Linked DNA regions of Gossypium raimondii: region 2 is linked to region 1. Evidence: chromatin contacts called from public Hi-C data. All regions are on one chromosome and are shown on one strand. The core of a region is the stretch at or near the end of the contact, and the rest is flanking DNA. Distances in the headings are between cores, read along the strand shown.

Region 1 (6,219 bases), core at 3,281-5,780:
GAATTAATAATAGATCAACAAGTAATGAATTAGATCTTAAGTTTTCTTTTTGCAAAAAAAGAAAAGAAAAGAAAAAGAAAAGTATTTTATTATCTTTTCTAAAAGTCACTTATTTAGAAAAAGAAAGAATAAATTTTATGTAATAAACTTTAAAAGAATCATAGTTCTTGTATGTTATGCTTTTTTCTCAGAAAAAAATTACTTAACAGACATGTGCATGGTTTGAACTTCTAAAATATTAAACTTGAAAAAAAAAAAAACACCTAGTAACAAAACTATACACCCTTACTTTTGCCAACTAATCCTCCATTAACATGTACCTACAAAAATTATTAACCCATCTATAATATACAAAGAATAAATAGAGCCCAAAATCTGCAGCAAAACTTTTAACTCTGAATTGGGCGCTTCCCATGCCGATCTGATTTCAAGGGGCTTGCAAGAGCTGATGTAGAAGCAGATGCAGAAGCAGTATAAGTATTAAAGGATGATTCAGATGAATGGGAATCCGAAACACCCGATGTTCCAGCAGTGGATGAGAACCCAGGAGGCCTGTGGGATCTTCGGTGTCGAGCACCCGGAGCTCCGGGTCTTGTTGGCTCTTCTAGACTGCCAGGTCTCTTTGACAGCAAAATAACTACACGGCGCATGTCAGGTCGTAATTGCGGATCGCCTTGCGTGCACAGTAACCCTATCTGGATGCACATAGCTACTTGTTCAGGGACTGCTGACGAGGCTAAGACAGGGTCCATGAACTCCAAGCTTTTGCCTTTCTTGTAAAGCTTATATGCCTGCGATCACAAGAACCCCCAGATGCCAGTTACTAATCCATTCTCTCTAAACTTTGACTTTGACTTTTCATTTTTCATAGAGTTAATGTTTGAATCTTCTTGGCAATTAAAGCTTGTCTTTATGTTTATTGGTGAGAACAATATGGATGATGATTCCTATTTCAAACATGAGGCGGGGTCTTTATATACCTAACTTAAAATGAGTCATGAAGATGATGTAAAGGTTAAATAGGCACAATCCGGTTTCCACTAGGAGATCCTTAAAAGTCCACATGACAGCAGACATACACGTTGCAAAAGACCAAATGAGAGATTGGGAAAAGACAACTCTGGTGCACGTGTGATCTTACAAGACACAAACACACAAGAATAGACAACCATGAACATTAAAAAGCTATCTCATTTGAAAGAATAATCTGATCGTAATATTTTTCTTACCCATTCAAGCAGACTATGAGCATCCACATCTAAGTTGAAGGATGAGTTTCTCTGGCCACTTATCAGCTCCAGAACCACAACCCCAAAGCTGAACACATCTGCCTTCACTGAAAGACGTCCATTCATCACATACTCCGGTGCCATATATCCACTGTTACAAAAATTTCATAGATAAAACTCTGTTAAATCAACACTCTGGGACAAAGGAACAGGCATCATGAAATTCCCACAATAACTTGTCATATTATTGATTAAAGAGGATGCTAGATAACATACTTTGTGCCAGCTACACGGGTGTTGACATGTGTTTGATCCTCGGGGAAGAGGCGAGCCATGCCAAAATCAGCAATTTTGGGGACCCATTTATCATCAAGTAATATGTTACCTGCTTTGATATCCCGGTGAATGATGCGATTGTGCGAGTCTTCATGAAGGTAGAGCAAACCCCGTGCAACACCTGAAATTATTTCATACCTCCGCTTCCAATCAAGCTCCATTTTTCTATTTGATTCTGCACGAAAAAGATCACCATAAAAGCCAATTGATTAATTCTATTTCCAACCATGAAAAATCGGTGAAACATCTATCATGTTATTTGTTTATGACCTTTTATTACAATCAACTTAGTTGTTAAAAACTGGTTCCACCAAGAGCCCCCTAGTTTGTGCTATAATTGGCCATCAGATTACCTTCAGTATTAATCCAAATTCATATTGTACAATCGGTCAAATCTAATGAAACAGCTTCGGAGGAAATTAACAAAACCCATTTTAGATTTTAGATAGAATGAAAAATTCTACAAATCTTGGTAGGCATTTATTTGTCTACACTAAGTGCATAACATCTGGAGGTTAGAAACCAACACCGCGAAATCAAGATTTGTACTTTGAGGCTAGAGAAACAATAGACTGTGCTAGAAATAAATAAATTTATATATACGAAATAATAAAACAATAATAGATCCAGCATATGTGCTGAAAAAAGAGAGGTGGAGAAATTAAAGCAGCACCTCAAGGTTAAATCCTTGATGAAATCCACCCACATTTTTTTTCAAATAACTTCACAGGACCTCTTACAAATCAGCCTAATATTCCTTCTCATCATCTTTCCGCTAATATACGAACTGCGTTTTCCAGACATGGATCCTTTTACTAGTTAACGATAAATAATGTGATAATTAATTGTCAGTTTCAACCACACAATCTTGAAATTAAGTTTCACGTAAGAGAGTCTAGAACTAGAAGAAGTATTTTTTATCTCAATATCTAAGATCATATATAAATGCTTTTGCATGTCCATAATGGGTTTAAATTTCAATCATAGTGGACTTAACAATTACAATCAGGCGCAGTCTAGATGTTACGAATAAGTTAAAATTTCAGACACCAGCTTAGAGTTCTCAAATTCAAGTACAAAAATGGGAGGGGTGGTTTTAATGGCATGGGAGAGGATTGATTCATAGTGGTGTAGCCCAAGATCTTCTTTAAAGACAAAGGAATCACTCAATTATACTCCATTCTAGTCATTATAATCTGCCATGAAGCATACTGTGCAAATGGTAGAAGCAAAGAAGTTAGTGCAACTTACTGAAAAGAAGCTTGTCTAGACTCTCATTAGTGACGTACTCATATACCAAAAGCTTTTCTGCTCCATGTACACAGTAACCAAGAAGATTCACAACATTGCGATGCTGAACACGAGCTAGCAACCTAGCCTCATTCTCGAACTCCTTTTTACCCTGTCTTGAGCTATGAGATAGCTTCTTCACTGCAACTTCTCTTCCATCATCTAGTTTCCCCTATAAATTAAGCAAAAGTCCTTAAGGTAGAGAAATTCCTTACTGTCTAGGTTGATGAACAAGAGAAATCATCACTTTGAAACCAGAAAACAAGAGCAACATGATTGTAAAGCTTGCTGAAAGATCTGATAACTAGAAAACCAAGGCAGGCTTATTGAATCGATTGAACTAACAAAAACATTCTAGTTTCTAGTGCAACATCAATTAACAAATTGATATGCTTTGCCTCTTTTTCTTGGCATCTAAAGGGGGAAAACGGCTAAATGGTTTGACAGGGTTAAGGGAACAGATGGTTCGATTTTGATCAAAGCTAATAGTCAGAGATGGGGTCCTAAAGTAGTCTTGGCCTTTTAGGACGAGGCATTTTCGTTATTTGCTGTTCATTATATTGTTCAGCTGCAAAAGTTGAAACTTCGAATACCTAGGAAAGTAGAATCTTTCTTTTTCCTTCAAAAAGAATCTGCGGCAATCCTTTATGTCATATCAATTACATTTTTTATGGAAACAAAAGAACCATTCAATAAATCAAAAGATCAATAAAGTTCAAATTTCTAGGCAACCAAACAAGAGTTTGAGCAGGACGATCTTACCCTGTAGACAGGTCCAAAACCTCCTTCACCCAGCTTCTGATGTGGGTGGAAATCTTTGGTAGCAGCAACTAAAATCTCGAAAGGGAAATGCTTTTGCTCTTGTTGAGCTATTTTCTCCAAGTCATCTCTACTCCGCCTGTCTGATCAAAGATCACCGAAAAATTAATCATCAAAACATGTAGAAAAGCATCAAATTATTTTTCTTTATTCTAAACTTTTCCGCATAAAAAATGGGTTTTTCATTTTACCTTTGCTTGAGATAAACTTAAAAGGTTTGATTAGATTTAGAAAGAAATCCTTCGATTTGGTCATGGAAAGTCAGAAACCTGGTAGAAACTAGATCATGAAATGAAAGAACTTTCTGAACTGAAATAGAAATAAAAAAGAAGAAAGAAATTCTAGGGAAAGATTGGAGCTTGAACAATTGGGAGAGAAAGAGGAAGGCAGAAGATTAGCTCGGGAACTTGAATGTTAAATTTGGCGTACTATATTTTCTAGCTTTTGTTGAAGGAGGAAACAGAGAAATGTATACGGAAACGTAACGTGTTGACTAGCTGGTTGACACTAGACTATTTCTCTCCTCTTTCTTCTGTATTCAATTCATCTGCCCTTTTTTTACCTTCTATAAGCACTGCTTTCACTTGTAATTTGCCACTACTACAAATCAATCACAATATACCTGCCGCTATTGTTCCCGCCAGTAAACATCATTTCGCCCCATTTTTTAAAGATAAGAAAATGAGTCTCTCCCCAAATTTAATTTGCTTCCCCTGAGATTAAACCCTTAGGTTATATAAATTTGTTCGGAATGGATTTCTGCTTCTTTCCTTTTGGTGAGTCAACTCGTTCTCTATCATCTTCTTCGATTTCCAATTCACTATTCAGCAGCCCGTCCGAGTCGCTGCACTGTTCTTGCATGAATTATTTACTGTCATTATTATTATTATAATTTGAAAGATTTAGGGTCGGGTTTTTACATGAATAATAAATAATAATAATTACAGAAACAGGGCATGTAGTAAAATATTTATCTAAATTTATGTGAATACTATTAGCCTTAAAAATAACTCATTATTATTCAATTTCAAGTGAATATATATATATATAATTTTAAGTGGTGCTACCAGCAGCAACACAAAAAAGTATACTTTCTTTTGTATTTCTTCAATATTTATTCGATATTTAAAAAGAAATTCGTATGTTTTTTTTTTGTTTGTTTGTTTAACAATATAATGGCACCACTTAAAATAAATAGTTTTGTTTCACCTAATATGATTGGGTGATGATAAATGCTTTGAGGTTGATCCTAAATTTATTATAAAAACAATATTTACTATTTCTGTAATTTTTTGTATTATCAATGTAAAGAATTCACCATTCTTATATTCAAACAAGACTCAAAGAATATATTATGGACGAAAACTAATTAAAATAAAATCAAACAGGACTTATATAAGATGAAGATCAAGATAAATATCAGCAGTGAATTCCCATTGAATTTGAAATTTCAAAATTTGGAATTGGAAAGTGAATTTTTTCAAATTCATATAGATTTTGGATATTTTGAATAGGCGGTTAAATTGCCTCTAATGTAATTAAGAATAACTTAGTAATGAGGATTAATTAAAGGTTTAAATTCAAAAATTGTCTGTGAGGTGAATTGTAACGAGAATACAAATAAATTTTAAAAATATTAGATTAAAATTTTTATAATAATAAATTTACAAACAAATATTAAAATTATATATGAATTTTGACTTAATTTGTACTGTTGTTATACATAAATTTTGATTAGAATCAATCTTCCTAAATCACTAACACCGTTATCGATGTAACGCCATTTTATTGTTATATGTTGCCTACACATAATTTTTTTTAATATAATGGTTAAAACTACCCAAAACTCTTCCTCATCTGTAACTAAGGGAATAAATTACACTTCAACATACTCGAACTCCCGTCCTCTTGCACCAACAACAATGTTGATGTCAACCGAACTAAAACTCAACCGAGACACAAATAATTGTTTTTATTCAATGTAAAAATAAATGTTGGGGATAAACTCTTGTAAACAACGAACAAAAAAAATAACAAAGAAATTGAACATAAATATTTTACGTGGAAAAATCCCTCGAAAGAAAATAAAAAACCATAGGCAAAGATAATTTCACTAAATTGGCAAAGATGAAGAATACAAAGATGGAAATAAAGACTAAACCCTGAATCCCGAAAATGAACCTCAAAACTTAAACACAAAATTCCCTGTAAACTTGTAAAAGCTAATATCTAAAAGTGTTATGGGTTAAATCTTTCTAAGGTAGAAAAGTGTCTATTTATAGGCTAAATTTTGAGTACAAATTTGACTAAAACATCCCTAAAATAATCAAAGTTTAACCAGAAGAAAAAAACTGAGAAGCTTTGGGAACACGTCGTCACGTTGTGATGTGGTTGCTGCCTCGTCGGGACGCCTTTCATCGCGTGTTGAGACGTGGTGAATCTTCTTGTTGTGACGTGAACTCTATTTCGGCAAAAAATGCAAGGCACGCTCCACAATAAATTGATGTATTTATTTATTAGAATATGTATAATTGAATCAAAATTA
Region 2 (6,615 bases), core at 2,612-5,111, 130 kb after region 1:
TGTAATTTCAACTTTTGTGAGACGTGAGCATACCCTAAAGTTAAACTGAAATAACTCCTCCTCACCTAAAATTTTTATATGACAAAAAAATTCATTTTAAAAACAAAACTCCTAATTAAAAATAAACAGAAGAACTCCATTAATTTTTTTATACAATATCGAATCTTAAAACACTTATTTAGCAATATACTTATATTAAATTAAGTATGATCCATGAGCTAGAGCACTATTCTTTTATTAAAATCGGAAATTGTTTTCCAGTCAAGTTTAGCCATCATTTATATGATATCGAAATTGGTTCAAAATTCACGTTGTTTGATACATGGAGTATAAAAAGGGGGGGGGGGGGGGGATGGGGGAATCCAGAAAATCCAAGGGAATTAAGTTATAGATTTGGACATTTCAACTAGGGCTGGTGCTTATCTCAACCGAATCATACAATCTAATTTAATTGTATGCATTTCAGCCTCTACCACCTTCCCTTTAATTTGCTCCATTTTTGCAACATTCTAATATGGGAAACCAAATTGAACAAATGCATTAATTTGTTTACTAAAATTGAAGTTAATTACTCTAATCTGATTTGACAGAGATGTAATTGGGTTAAGTATGAACTTAAAATTTATTGATCATATTGTGACCCATTTTTACTGCACTCGTTAAGCCTTGATGGCTTGTAGTTCTGAGTTTTAATAAAAAAATATGCCCCCCTTATCTAACTAAAACAATGCTTAAGAAATACATTAATTACTATATTTCATTGGTTGTCATTGTTGAATTGAATGATTAAGCCAAATACAGTTTGACGATTTCTTTGATGATAATAATGTGAAAGTAACCTCGCCAACCGTGTGGAATGATGTCCCAAGCCATCCCTCACTACGCGATGACCCTTTTCAATTTTTATAATCATAAATTCATAATTCCGTATACTGAAAATCTCGTTTCATCCACCATCTATAATTTATGTTAAATGCTTTTTTAATAATTTTAGTTATCAGTCAGTTAGAATCTTTATTAGTTTTTATATTTTTTCAACTTAAATTTATTATGTTAAATTCTTTTATTTTTAAAATTTTACACCATAAATATATTATAATATATATAATGTGATATCAACTTATTATTTTTATACAAAATTCTCAAAAAATTCATATTATTTTAATTAATGGATTTAATACTCGCTTTTGAGTTGGGACTAAAATTTTAATATTGAGAAGATGTGTTAAAAATAATGAAAATATAGAAGATAAACTAAATTTACAACTTATATTTTTTTAGGTAAAAAAGAGACAGCACTAGACGATTACAACAACTAATTCATAAATTAAAGGATCTAGGCCCATTACGATTTTCATGCAACAAATTTCTAACAGAAACTGGTGCAATTGCAAATAAACGGAACAAATAGTCCCCTGTATCAGCATATTTAGCCATGTGGTCCGCAACCCCATTTTGATATCTCGGAATATGTCGGACACAAACCTCCCATCTTCGCCGTAACAAATAATAAAATTTGATTTAACGGAATCAAATTCTACCATTTAAGTCAAAATTAAAATTTCAAAATTTTAAAAACTAAATTTTACCAAATTATACATTATAATAGCAAAATTTAATCAGAAAATTTATTATAATCCTGATTACTTTCTTGCCAAATATTATATATTTTGGATTAAAGAATGGAATGGCACTTAATTCTAGAAAAATCAAAAGGAGTTTAAGCTTGGACCGAATGGAAATATTTTATATAAGCTGGATTTAATGCGAAAAACAAGACTGATTTTTTTTTAATTTTTCTTAAAAATTCTAGATGATGCTCTAAAGCTTATGTATTTGATTGCAAAAGTAGAGGGTCTGCTAGAATTTGTCAGCCCACTTTGTGGGATCACCTCTTACCGCCCTTTTGGTCAAAAAAAAAAAAAACACTAGAAAGCTCTCTCACATTTTTTTTTTCAAAAACAAAAAAAAATCTTTTATAATTGTACTCAACTTTTTGAACAATGTTCTTCAAAGTTGATCCATATTAACAAAAAAAAAAACCCTTAAATTTTATAAGATTATTAAAAAAAAAAAGAGATTTTGTTTGAGTGTACTTTATTGTAAGATTAATTTCCTTTGAGCTGGAATCCTATATAGCCTGGAAATTATGTAAGGTTGATGATACAAATTAAAGTAGAGGAAGAGGAACAAAAATCATATTTAATGGTTAATTTAATTTTTAACTTGGGGTTGGGATTTTAGGACCTAAAAAGCCAGTGGGGCATAATTTAGATATTAAAGCTTGATTAAAGCAAATCAGCATAATTAAATTAAATAAAAATATGAAAATTTTGTAAATAAATATCAATAATTTTATTTAAATATTTCTTAATTTATAACAACTTAGTAAATAAACATGTATTTATTTTTAATTCATTATTTTATTGAAATCCAGATCATTTTCTTATCTATATTGGAAGTTTCTAAAATTCGTATTACGGTAACTGAAATTGAGAATAAAATAATCTACAAATAAATCACATGATTTTTATTACTATAATTACTATTACTATTTCTCTTTTCGATATTTCTTAACATAAAAATACATTCCTCAATCGTTAAATTAAATGATCAGTTAGAGTTTGGGTAATATTTCTCTTATTCTTTTAAGTGCAATAACCTTTAGGTAAACAAAATTATATTGTAAAATTTAGTTCGCGTTCGTAAAAAGAAATTATACATAGGATCAAATGTTGAATATATTACACTACTTTCTTTAATGTATTTAGATGGAAAATAATATTCAAATATTTCTTTATAGACATATAAGGTTATTTAAAAGCATATTTTATTAAATTCTTTTTGTTATAAAAATAAATGTAGTTTTTTTATTATATTTTAATCTCAATTTTCATAAGATTATGTTAAATTATTCTAATTCTTATTTTTATTACAAATTGTTTGCTAATAAGTAAATATATAATGTTGAAAAAATTATAAATTATAAATATAATAATTTATGAAATTTACTGTTAACAAAAAGAGATTTTCTTTTGAGGGTTAGAGGTTTTTAGTTAGAACAAAATTTTATTTGAAAATAAAAAATTAAATTGATCAAAATAATAAAAATAAATAGTAAGTTGATTCAAAATTTAAGTTTACGCCTATTACCTAAAGAATACATGGTAATAAGATTATAGGTATATTATTATATCCTTAAACTATTTAAGAATGTGAAAATAATAGGTTGAGAATCAAAATAACTTAATTTCATTATAGGTTGTAAGCTAATTTAGTGTTTCTATTTTTAAAAATCCAATAAAATTATACATACTCAATATATTAATAAAATTTTAATTTACCATTTAATTAAAACTTTATTTTAATATTTTATCATTTTACTTTTATTATTCATCTATCTGTAGTTGATAAAATATCTAGTATATAGCAGTATAGGTAAATATACTTGTAAATTTTGAAAAAAAAAAAAAAAAGAAGAAAAGAAAAGAAGAGCAAGTTTAAGGAATCCAAAGCTAGAAACAGAAATTCAAGAGTCCATTTCTTTTCTCACACAAAGGACTAGGATGGCAGAGATAAAAAGCATAAATAGTGTCCACGAAAAACAGAGTTAAAAGGAGCAGGAAGAACATGAAGCAGCAGCAACCTGTCCTAAATGGAGCCCACTTTTAACTTTGAGAGTGGTCTCCACCAACCCATTGGTAAGGTTGGTGGGGCCTCCCATTTTCTTTGTCCCAAACAAAACAACACCAGACTGGAGGGACTGTAAGGGTGGGGGCTGCCATAGCTGGCTACCTCTACCCCTTCCATTAATCCATTGGCATCAACCTTAAGCTTAAGCTAAATGAAAATTTATCACTTAAAACAAATATCAGTTTAGTTGTTTAAGATCCCAATAGTTGCTTAATTCTGTCAAAAAAAGAACCAAGGAAAATAAATTCCTTTATTTACTCTGACTCAAACCTTTTTCAATGTTTTTTAGTTTTTATTTTTGTTTTTGTGGAAAATGATTTCTATGGGTTGATTTTCCTCAGGGTTTCAGTCTTCTTTGGCTGTCACTTTCCTATTCAAAACCGCCTTTTATGATTTCCAAGTCTGAAAAAATATAATACCCATTTCTTTAGACTTTCCGATTCTTCTCTCCCTTATTGAAAAACCATTTCAATTTCACTTCTTTTTCATTCTCCATAACTCTTTTTATCTTAAGCTCTTTCGTCTTCTTCTTATCTAACAACTTCTTCTCTTTTTTTTGTTTCTGTTTTGTCCCTTTTCTCCTCTCTGTACATAGCAGAAAACACAGAGCATCATTAATGGCTGCCAACAAATTTGCTACCATGTTGCATAAAAACACTAATAGGATCACTCTTATTCTTGTCTACGTCTTACTAGAATGGATTCTGATCGTTCTCCTCCTTTTGAATTCACTGTTTTCTTATCTGATCATCAAGTTTGCTGATTACTTTGGTCTTAAAAGGCCCTGCCTTTGGTGTTCTAGGCTTGATCATATCTTTGAGCCATCAAAGTACAAATCATATAGAGATCTTGTGTGTGATGATCATGCCAATGAGATTTCTAAATTGGGTTTTTGTTCAAATCATCGGAAACTCTCTGAATCTCGAGATATGTGTGAGGATTGCTTGTCCTCGTCGCCGTCGGAGAATGGTGGTGATGAAGTGATAGAAAACGGCGATGAGGATTTCAAGTGTTCTTGTTGTGGTGTCATGGTGGAGAAAAAGTGGAATCTTCCTTGTTTCATGATTAAACCTTCCTGGGAGGTTTTGGATTATCCCCAGGAAGGAAATTTAATCACTGAAGGTGGAGAAAAAGTTGAGGGTATTAATGCAGATGAGGGTAATGCTTCAGATGGAATCAGATCAGATTTTGTGGCTGATGATCGTAAAGATGAACAGATGATTGAAGAAAACAAGAGAGTTGGCATCATTTCTGATGGTGAAGGTATTGAACCAAGGGAAGTGGAAAAAGAGGAGTTTTCATATTTTGTTTCTAGTTTTGATTGCAACCAAGTGGCTGCTAATGGAGATGAAGACGATGTGGTTATAGAGAAAGATCAATCATCAGTGGATGAAGGAGACTTAACTGTGTCAATGGCTGACCAGGGGTTAACTCAAGTCACTTGTGCCAAAGAGGAGTCTCCTGAAATTCTGAACAAGCATCTGGAGTTTTATATCGGGGGGGATGACTGCCATTTGATTCCAGTTGAATTGATGGATTCTACTGCTATGAGAAGCCAAAAAATATACGAGTTCACAGAGGAAGATGAAGATGTTGCTGGTACTGGAGATGTTATTTTGGACTTTGATTCCCAGCAACCTGGGACACGAGTGGAGTTGGTTGTGCAGAATGGTTGCAGTTCAGCGGAGAAAGTGACACCCCTTTCACCCCATGTGAGTGAAGAGGAAACCATTGATGCAGTGGATGAACCAATGGAGCCTAATGGCAAGGAGGGCTTTTCAACTCCTGCAGTGGAGCTAGATTTGATGGAGAAGGAAGATGATCAACATGTTGCTACCACTCAAGCAAATATGCCCTCCTTGAATGAAGCTGATGATGTTCAACCAAATGCCACAACAAGAGAAGAGGAAATCGATTTAGATGTTAATCAAGGTACTTGCTTAATCCAATTTGATATAAATTTTTACCAAATGCCTATTATTGAACTATTAAAGACTAAAGTTTTTTGCAATTTCTTCAGCAATATCAATAGGGACAGATGTTGTGCAATTTAATGAAACAATTGAAGATATTCAAATACAACATTTATATGAATGCACACAAGGAGATCCCTCAACCAGTTCTGAATTACATGCAGATGCTGATCGTGGTAAACCTTAATTCCAAATTTAAAATGTCTTTTAATTTAAGAATTTGTTTATTGAGGTGTTGTTAATCTTGGATTCCTTTACATTAGGCTCCAAGGATGTTGAGGAAGAAACAATGCAGCAGCTTAAAACTGCAACATTTGAGAGTGAGACTAGTGACCAACCAATGAAAAACCATATATCATTATCTTCAGAGCTTAATGATATTGAGGAAGATAAAGTTCCGGATACACCGACTTCCATCGACAGTCTCCATCTGTTGCACAAGAAATTGTTATTGCTTGACAGAAAAGAATCCGGAACCGAAGATTCCTTGGATGGAATTGTTTTCAGTGACATTGAGGGTGGTGATGGGGTACTGACTGTTGACAAGTTGAAATCAGCATTAAAAGCTGAAAGGAAAGCTTTAAATGCATTGTATAGCGAGCTTGAGGAAGAGAGGAGTGCTTCTGCGGTGGCTGCAAATCAGACAATGGCAATGATAAATAGGCTTCAAGAAGAGAAAGCAGCAATGCAGATGGAAGCGGTGCAGTACCAGAGGATGATGGAAGAACAGTCCGAGTATGACCAGGAAGCCTTGCAGATTCTGAATGAGCTTATGGTTAAGAGGGAGAAAGAGAAGGCAGAGCTCGAAAAGGAACTTGAGATATATCGCAAAAAGGTGCAGGATCATGAGGCCAAAGAGAGAATGATGATGCTGAGAAGAAGGAAAGATGACAGCATTCGAAGTGCAAGTTCTGCGTCTTGCAGTAATGCTGAGGACAGTGATGGAGTA

Evidence for each region. A called contact is a pair of places that touch in the nucleus more often than the background predicts.
Region 2: a contact with region 1 is called in a Hi-C map of leaf, with 2.5 times the contacts expected there. The contact joins the promoter of LOC105785682 here to the promoter of LOC105785680 in region 1. A contact is called at or near these places in 2 of 2 Hi-C or Micro-C datasets (both in leaf).

What each region holds. Positions count from the first base shown.
Region 1 is chr1:34,728,295-34,734,513 of ASM2569854v1, forward strand. LOC105785680 (cysteine-rich receptor-like protein kinase 43) reads right to left here and starts at 4,531. Exons shown (of 6, transcript XM_012611799.2): 1 at 3,866-4,531; 2 at 3,618-3,757; 3 at 2,817-3,027; 4 at 1,506-1,740; 5 at 1,230-1,380; 6 at 207-791. The coding sequence starts at 3,929. The coding sequence ends at 390.
Region 2 is chr1:34,859,927-34,866,541 of ASM2569854v1, forward strand. It overlaps LOC105785682 (myosin-binding protein 2), which reads left to right and starts at 3,862. Exons shown (of 4, transcript XM_012611804.2): 1 at 3,862-5,625; 2 at 5,714-5,842; 3 at 5,930-6,615. The coding sequence starts at 4,311.